Linked DNA regions of Sus scrofa: region 2 is linked to region 1. The links are chromatin contacts, called in public promoter capture Hi-C maps. All regions are on one chromosome and are shown on one strand. Each heading gives the region's core, a stretch centred on a gene start, on an enhancer-like site or on the middle of the called end of the contact. The rest is flanking DNA. Distances are from core to core; before and after follow the strand shown. Region 1 has its middle 96 kb from the start of PROX1. Region 2 holds the start of LOC106507881.

What was found. Promoter capture Hi-C pulls out the DNA fragments that hold promoters and counts their contacts.
Region 2: a promoter capture Hi-C map of fetal liver shows a contact between it and region 1, with 2.1 times the contacts expected there. The contact joins the promoter of LOC106507881 here to the enhancer-like site in region 1. A contact is called at or near these places in 1 of 5 promoter capture datasets (fetal liver), 4 of 47 Hi-C or Micro-C datasets (fetal skeletal muscle, heart right ventricle, liver and 1 more) and 1 of 2 datasets of contacts at active chromatin or transcription factors (skeletal muscle).

The regions. Positions count from the first base shown.
Region 1 is chr9:129,474,511-129,478,324 of Sscrofa11.1, reverse strand. No RefSeq gene overlaps it. Among named protein-coding and RNA genes, the nearest start is that of PROX1, 96 kb to the left of the region's middle. Within about 2 kb of position 2,179, at least 6 of the 83 cell types and tissues checked have an H3K27ac peak or open chromatin away from gene starts, as enhancers often do. A contact at or near this core is called in fetal liver and liver, where this site is marked.
Region 2 is chr9:129,578,280-129,582,400 of Sscrofa11.1, reverse strand. LOC106507881 reads right to left here and starts at 2,345. Exons shown (of 9, transcript XR_002336008.1): 1 at 2,180-2,345; 2 at 1,754-1,889. It also overlaps a transcript of PROX1 not described here.

The DNA.
Region 1 (3,814 bases), core at 930-3,429:
GTGGCGGGGGGGGCATGGATCCCAGAGAACAATCTGATAAAACACAGAACAATCTGATAAAACACAGAAATAAGCTGCCCTGCAAAGTAGAACTCTTTTTCCTTTGGGATGATCTCTTGCAAATGGGATCTCTTTTTTCAGTACAGTAATCCCTCCATATCTTCAAGAGACTGGTTCCAGGACCCCCCCCACCCCCAACCCCGCAGATACCAAAATTCTTTCTGTAAAATGGCATAGTACAGTCTGCCCTCCATAACTGTGGATGCAGAGGGCTGACTTCATATACAGAATTTTTTGGAAGAGTAGGCATAGCTGGTTGACTCCAAGATATTCAGAATGCGGACTTTTATCTCTTTGCTAGAGGCCCTGATTACTCCCACAAATATCTTCTTCTGGCCAAGTAACTAAACTAAAGCATATATGTGTACACACACACCTGCCAGTGGCCATCGTCACAGCTAACCTACCCCCTCACTCAGCTGAATCCTGCCAATTAAGTACTTCTGGAGTGGTATAAGAGCAGGGCCCTTAAAATTCCAAGCATAAAACAGCTAATAAAAGTATCTTGTTTAACAAAGTAATAAAAAAAAAAAAAGCAGAGACAAAAAAAAAAGCTGCAAAGTTTTCTTTGTGATCATTGTTTAACACTGTATGTAATTAAATATTAATGAAAGTATGCTACTTTCATTTTGTGAGCAATTTAATTCAATTAAAAATAAATGGGTCTCCTTGGCTCAGTGGGCATCCTGATATACAGAACAGCACTGCCCTTAACTTGGTTTCCACTGTGTTTAAATCCAGCGCTGAGCAAAGCTACTGAAATACAACCCCAGGCTTACTCGATTAACCCATTAAGAACCGAGATCCCAGGCAGTCAAACAGAGTACAGTGCTCTGCAGTGGGGACAAAACATAATACATTTTACTTGAAAAACATGTTTATCAAACATTTGCTATGTAGGATGAAAAGATGAAGTGATATTTAAGACATCTCAGATATCAAAATGGGTTATCTGGGAGGATGGGGGTGGGATAAGGGCTCGGCATGGACTGGGAAGAGGTAGGAAGAACCTGGAAACACTTTACCTTAACCTGAGGATTGGTTAGCAAAGACACACACACACATATATACACAAATACATACATGCATATATAAATATATATATGCATATACACAGAGATGTATATTGAGCTGAACTCAATGTGTACATATACAACTTAAGATTATTGCACTTTACATAGTTGACTGCAAATATTTCATACCTCAATGGGGGTAAAAGAGACCCTTTTTTTCTGCCCACCAAGACCTCACAGTCTGGTATTACCAAGCACCTGAAAGACGACATGGGCAACCAGGAGGTTCCCAGCTTAGGAACGATCTGGCTGGGAAGGCACATGAAAAAACTTAAGGGCGTTTCCGCTGTGATAAAGTCATAGGCAGATCTGAAAGCACCCGGAGGAAGAAACCAACAAACAAGAGGCATTGAACTTCTGCAGTCACGGCTCAAGGACACCTACGGTATACAGGGCACCCTGGCTGGGGGACAGGAAAGAAGGGACATTGAGGGCACGGACAATGGGTTGGGGCCGAAGCTGGGGGTCAGGGAACCAGCCAGCTGAGGGAAAGGAACCCGGTGTCCAGCCCGGCCCGGGTCCGGGCATCGAGGGAGCGCGGAGGGAGGGGGGATGCGCGGGGCACTAGGACCAGCGAGGGGAAGGGGCGGGGGCACGGATCCCAGCACGGGTTCCAGGCTGGTTCTGGGGATAACTTTCTCTGGAGGTTTCTTGTCCAGGAGCCATCTGGACCCAAAGGCCCAGGGGGTAATGGATCCGGGGCCTCCGCCGCGATAACCGGGGCTGCTCTTTCATTGCACCAGAAGGACCGTTGTTTGGGAATGACCTCCGGGATTCCAGAGGCCACGTCTAATAATAACAATGTTATCAACGCTGCAAGGCTGAGCCGGCCGAGTGTGTGTGTGTGACTCTGGGTACCCAGGGGCCAGCGCCCAACCCTGAAAGCAGAGCCGGCCGGGTGTGAATGGGGAGGAAAATGCCAATCTCTTGACAAAAAGTTCGCTGCTAAAAAAGAAACCCTGGCCAACATTTTACAACCTGGACGCATTGTTAGTGTGCGGGTTTATCTGGCAGGAATAGGAAGCTGTGTTTGAAAACAATGTATTCTTTTTAGGTGCAAGGTCAGCGGCTGTTGGCCCTTGGGGTGTCCGCCAGGCCCCTGCCGCCTGGGAGAAGGCTCCAAAGGCCGGCCAGGGCGCTTCCTGGGCAGAGAGAAGCCCACTGAGCCAGCCACGAAGGAGGCGGATGCCAGTCTGGCCACCCTGGGAGGAGCCCCAGGCACACGGGCTCCACTGAGGCCTGTGAAGGGCTCCTGTGCCCGCAGAGGGCAGTGGGGCAGAGGCGGCGGCCAGAGGACCCCTCGTGCCTTGTGGCACCATGGCCCCTGGTGTGGCACCTGCGTGGAAGGAAGGATAGTCCTGTGGACCAGGTCTGCTCCCCACTCACCAAGGGCGAGGGGCAGCACCCTCAGTGAGGCTCTGAAGGCTCTGAGCTGCCCCAGCCTCTTTCAGGATCCGTCCCAGAGCCAGAGCCAGGTTGAGAGTGGAGTGAATTCAGAAGGGCCTCTTCTAAAATTTGCTCTCGGTGGAAAAGAAAATCCCAGTGGTTACCAGCCTGTCCTGAGGAAGATGCAGTCTCCGCCGCGGAGTAGCTGGGTGACCTTGCGCAAGAAATGTAACCTCTCAAAAAAGTCTTCGTTTGACTCACATGCAAAGGGGCAATAAAAATACCTGCCACCTAGGGCCACCACTTGGACTAAATGAGATCATGGAAGTGAAGTGCTTAGCACAGGCCTGGCATGTGGCCAGCACCCGCAAAGGGCCTTTGTACTTGCCAGTCCCTCTCTCTGGAACATTCTTTTAGAAAGCCCTGTTCCCTGACCTCCTATAGGTCCCTTCCCTGGGTTATCTGTCTCCAGAGGGCGTTCTAGTATACTTCCACCACGAATATGTGGTCTTTTACCTTTTTATCTTATTTATTATTCGTCTTTCCCAAACCAGAGGGAGGGGAGCTCAGGGAGAATAGAGATGCGCGGGGGGGTTGCCTACTGCTGCGTCTCCACCTAGAACAGCGCCTCGCATAGAGCAGGTGCTCAATCAACATTCTCTAAAGGATATGGTCATGATGGTGAGGACGAGATCCGAGTGTTGAACGTGCCAGACGAACCCCCTGATTTCAAGTTCAAGGTTGGCACTCCTACTAGATCATAAGCACCATGGATGCAGGAACGGCATCTTACGTAACTGAACTCTCCATAGATAAGATTGGATAATTTAGCAAAGAGAAATACAGGACATTCAACTAAATTAAAAAAAAGAAATTTTAGGATAAGTATATCCCAAATATTGCATAGGATATGCTCACAGGAAAATATTATTATTATTATTATTATTTTGTCTTTTTGCTATTTCTTTGGGCCGCTCCCGCGGCATATGGAGGTTCCCAGGCTAGGGGTCTAATAGAGCTGTAGCCACTGGCCTACACCAGAGCCACAGCAACGCGGGATCCGAGCCGCGTCTGCAACCTACACCACAGCTCACAGCAACGCCAGATCCTTAACCCACTGAGCAAGGGCAGGGACCGAACCCGCAACCTCATGGTTCCTAGTCGGATTCGTTAACCACTGCGCCACGACGGGAACTCCAGGAAAATATTATTATTCATTGTTTATCTAAAGTTAAAATTTAACTGATGGCCTATATTTTATCCAGAAACTCTATGCCTAGCCCTTATGTAGAGTA
Region 2 (4,121 bases), core at 1,096-3,595, 100 kb before region 1:
TAACACACTTCATAAACATCCTGTCGTCACAGGCGCAACATGATTCAACCTTTGATCTAATTAAATTCGAGGGACACACGAAACACACTTGTCTCCATCCTACCAAAAAAAGGAGTGTCTAATTGACTAGGTATGAATGTTTCTGCTTCGCAGCCCTTGCAAGTCCTAGCTTTTATAGGATCTTTAGGTCATAAACGCGGTGGCTTTATTAAAAGCCGTTTACTGTTCCCGGGGAAAGAGACATTCTCGCTGCCGCTGGAAGCTTGCGCTTTAGCGATAGCAACTTGCAAATCCCAAGAAGTTCTTTAAGAGCCACCTTATCTGAAGAAATCGTGCGGGCTCTTTTTCGTCCAAGAAATGTCAAACCAAAGTGAGTTTTCTATGGCTTGACTTAGAAGCCCGAAATTTAAGCGTTTGAAATTTCTTACCCAGGAAACTTTAAAGTTTGCTACCTAGGCGTCAAAACTGTGTAAATCCTCGATGAAACCCCTCTCTTTGATCATTCTGGGGTGAGTGAGTTACTGAGCGGTAATCGTGTGGTAATGTTTGCAACATTTTTTTTTTCCATAAAGGCTGCTGTACCTACAATCCAAACAACGCTGTCAGAGGTAACCAAGGACAAATCTTCTTCTGCCTAACAGTTTTGACCGGAGATTGACTAGGATTCAGCCAAAACTGGTCTTCTAATATCAGATGCAATAAAGCCGGCGTGAAACCTCTAGCACCTATTGTTTTCATCCCAAACCTACCTGTATTTTATTGTCCACCTCCCCTTTCAAAGGAAGGGAGGATGACACGTATTCTTGATACTAGCTATGATCGTTTAAAAAGTGGAAGGATTTGAGGAGCCCCACTCCCTTCTCTGATGCCATCCCCACCCCTCAAACCCCCACTTATTCTCCAGTAACACTTTTCCGTGCCTTCCTGCACCCCTGTCCGAGGAGCGCTCACTCGCTCGGCGGCTCGGCCAACTTGATCAGCGGTATCTGGGAAATGAAGGGAAAAGAAAAAAAAAAAAAAAGGACCTGCGTCCTGGAAGAGCGATCGTGAGCCGAGCGGCGCTGGCGCGGTCGCCCGCCCGCTTTGCACAGTGCCCGCAGATGGCTCGCTCCGGCCCCGGCGCGGCGATCCCGGCGCCCCGAAGCAGCGGCTGGGCGAGGGTGAGGGTGGGGGCCGGGCATGGAGGCGGGGGAGGGGAGCGCGGGGCCCCTCTCCCCTCCTCTCCTCCCAGCCCCTCACCCCCACCCCTTTTATATATTTTTTTTTTCCTCCCAAGTTCTCTTGCCTCGCTATCCCCCCTTGAATCCGAAGGCGCCTCGCGATTGGGTGCTGGGGCCGGGTACGTCAGTCAGACTGTGACGTGCAGTCTTCCTGTTTCCTTCAGCTGTGTCTTAAAGTAAATCTTGTTGTGGAGCGGAGCCCTCAGCTGAGGGAGCGCTCGGAAATAATACACCATTGCAGCCGGGGAGAGCAGAGCGGCGCAAAAGAGCTCTCGCCGGGTCCGCCCGCTCCCTCTCCGCTTCGCTCCTCTCCTCTCCTCCTCCTCCCTCTCCTCCTCTCTCCGATCCTCGGCGGTCCTCCTCTCGCCTCTTCTCTTCCCCTCTCCTCGCTGCCCTCCTCGCCCCCTCTCCTCTCCCTGGCCATCCTGCTCTGGCTGTCCCATCTCCCTCTCCCCCTCGGCCCGCTCGCGCGCTCCCGCACGGACCCACCGTCCCTGGTCCAATTATCATATTCATCACCCGCAAGATCTCACCGTGTGTGTGCGCGCGTGTGTTTTCCTCTCTCCGCCTGCAAAAAAGGCTCGGTCCCACTGCTCTCTGCACCGCGTAAGTATCTTCTCCCCTCGCGAGTCCCCTCCCCTTTTCCAGAATCACTTGCACCGGCTTGTTCTTGAATGGGAAGAGAAGAAAAGAGACTCCCGTTACTCAGCCCCGTGTAAACCTCTTCCCCACCCCCCCCCAGGATAAAATGGTGCTCTTGAAATGAATCCTAATAAAATAGCCTCTAAACAGTTTCTAAGCTGGAGCCTCAGTGGAACTCAGCGCTCCGCTCCTCCCAGTCCCTAAGAGTAAGTGATCCGTTTGGCTTTTATTTCTTTCTCTTTCCTGCTGGCGGCTTGGGGGTGGTGGTGGCGGCGGGGGGAGGCTGAGAGTGCTGGACTTGTCGCTGATCTTGTCACCTTTTGTGTACTGTTTCTGGGGGGTGAGGAGGCGTTTGCTTCCTTTCCTTCTTTCTCTCGCCCTCTCTTCTCGGGAGAGAGGACCGCGAGGGGGACCGGCTTGCTTTTTGTTCGTCTGGGTCCCCGCTCTCCTCCCAGCTCCATCCTTCCCATCTCCCCGGGTGAAAACTCCTGGGCCAGTCCCCACGTCCTTTCTCTTTGTCTTGTTTATTAGAGCTGCCTTTCTTCCAGGCTCTTCCAATTTGCTTGTCATTTGCATACCTTTCACTTCTCCTTTTTAACCCCAGCAGAGGGCCAGGGAGTCGGGAGGAAGGGAGAGGGAGGAGGGGGGCGCTCTATTACTTTCCTCTCCGACCGCTGTCGAAGGCGAAATGTTGAAATGCGGCTTGGAGCAGTGGCGAGATGGTCCCGGGAAACGAGCGCGGCGCCCCTCTCCCGAGCTCCCAGGACCCAGGGGCTGGGTCAAGTTGCGTAGGGGGTAAGATGGCCCCGGGAGCCTCAGGGGGTCGCGTGGTGTGGAGGGGCTGGGGCCGGAGCGCCGCGGGGGGACAGAAGGATCGCGGTCCGGGTGGGGGCAGCGGATGTGCTCACAGTCATCGCTGGCAGTCGACGCGGCTGGTTGGGCTGCTTGGATCTGATCTTGGTGGGTCTGGGTGGTACCTACGGTTCTGCCCCACTTCGGAGGGCCGGAGAGGGAGGAGAGCAGAGGTGAGGGTGATTGTTACAGGGAAGAATAGTGAGGGGGCGGGAAGCGCTGCTATCTGGCCTGAACAGACAAGGAGGGGGACCAGAGGGCAAGTCCGGGGGAAAACATCACCCAGAGCCCAGTTTAGCAAGTTGTTTGTTCTTCTGATGTGCCCGCCACTTACTCCTCCGGTTAAAACTGTACGTAGGTGGAGATTGTGGGTTGGAGGGGTGAGGTGGGAGGGGGGCAGGAGGGAGGTAAAGGGGAGTAGCTTTGGAGAGAGACTCTCAGGTCTCCCGCCACTTTTGAGCTTTTTTCGGAAGTTGAGAGTCCTCCAGGCAGGCGGAGGGAAGAACTGGGAGGAGGGGTTGAGCGACAGTCTTCAATAGCCCAAGGAGGCAGGTTGGAGTGGGAAACTGCTGTTCTTGGCAATCCAGAACCCACTCTGCCTGGGGGAAGGCTGGGAACTCACCTGCCTGTTTTTTATTTTTCCAAGAAGGTCTGCGTTGTCTCCTGGAGCTTATAAAAACAGTGCGAGCACAGGGTGGCCTTCTCTCAAAGTCAAGGCTAGAAGTCTTTTCTCTAGCTCTTCCCCCCGCCCCACCCATCTATAATCTTCTTTTACAAAAAAATAAATGTCCTTTCCTACCCTCGCTAGGCAGAGGTCTATTAGCCCAAGTCTGCACATGGGCAGGGCCTGACAGGTGTGTTGTGTCAAGAAAGACAGGTGCAAATTTCCTCTGTGTCTGTGTGCGTCTGAACAGTTCCAGGCCACAGTGCACGCTCCAGGGTTGCAGAGGTTTATGAATTTATGGTTGCCCTGGGTAATAGGATTGTCCAGACTAATGGGAACTGGGCTGTTGTCATGTTGTGAGCCCTGCCATGTGAGTTCTTTGGTTTGGAAGGGGGGCGGGGGGACAAGTTGGTATGTGTTTGTTTATTTTCCTTAAGGATGTTGGCAGGCTGCTGCCGAGGCTGTGTCTCAGGCTCCTGTCGGCCAGGCAGCTGAAAGTACCCCCACTTCAGGCAGCAGGTGGAGAGAGATTGACTTTCTCTTTGCTTTTCCCTCTTGTTTGCGCCTGTCTCCCAGGTCTGTGAGGGTGTCGGGGGTGGGGAGAGCCTGGGGGGAGTGGTGAGAGCAGTCTTTTGTGTGTGTGTGTGTGTGTGTGTGTCTGTGTGGTGTTGGACATCCATGGGTGGTGTGTGTAACTGCCAAGAATACCAAAGTCAGTTTGAAAGTGTTACTGTTGTGAAAGC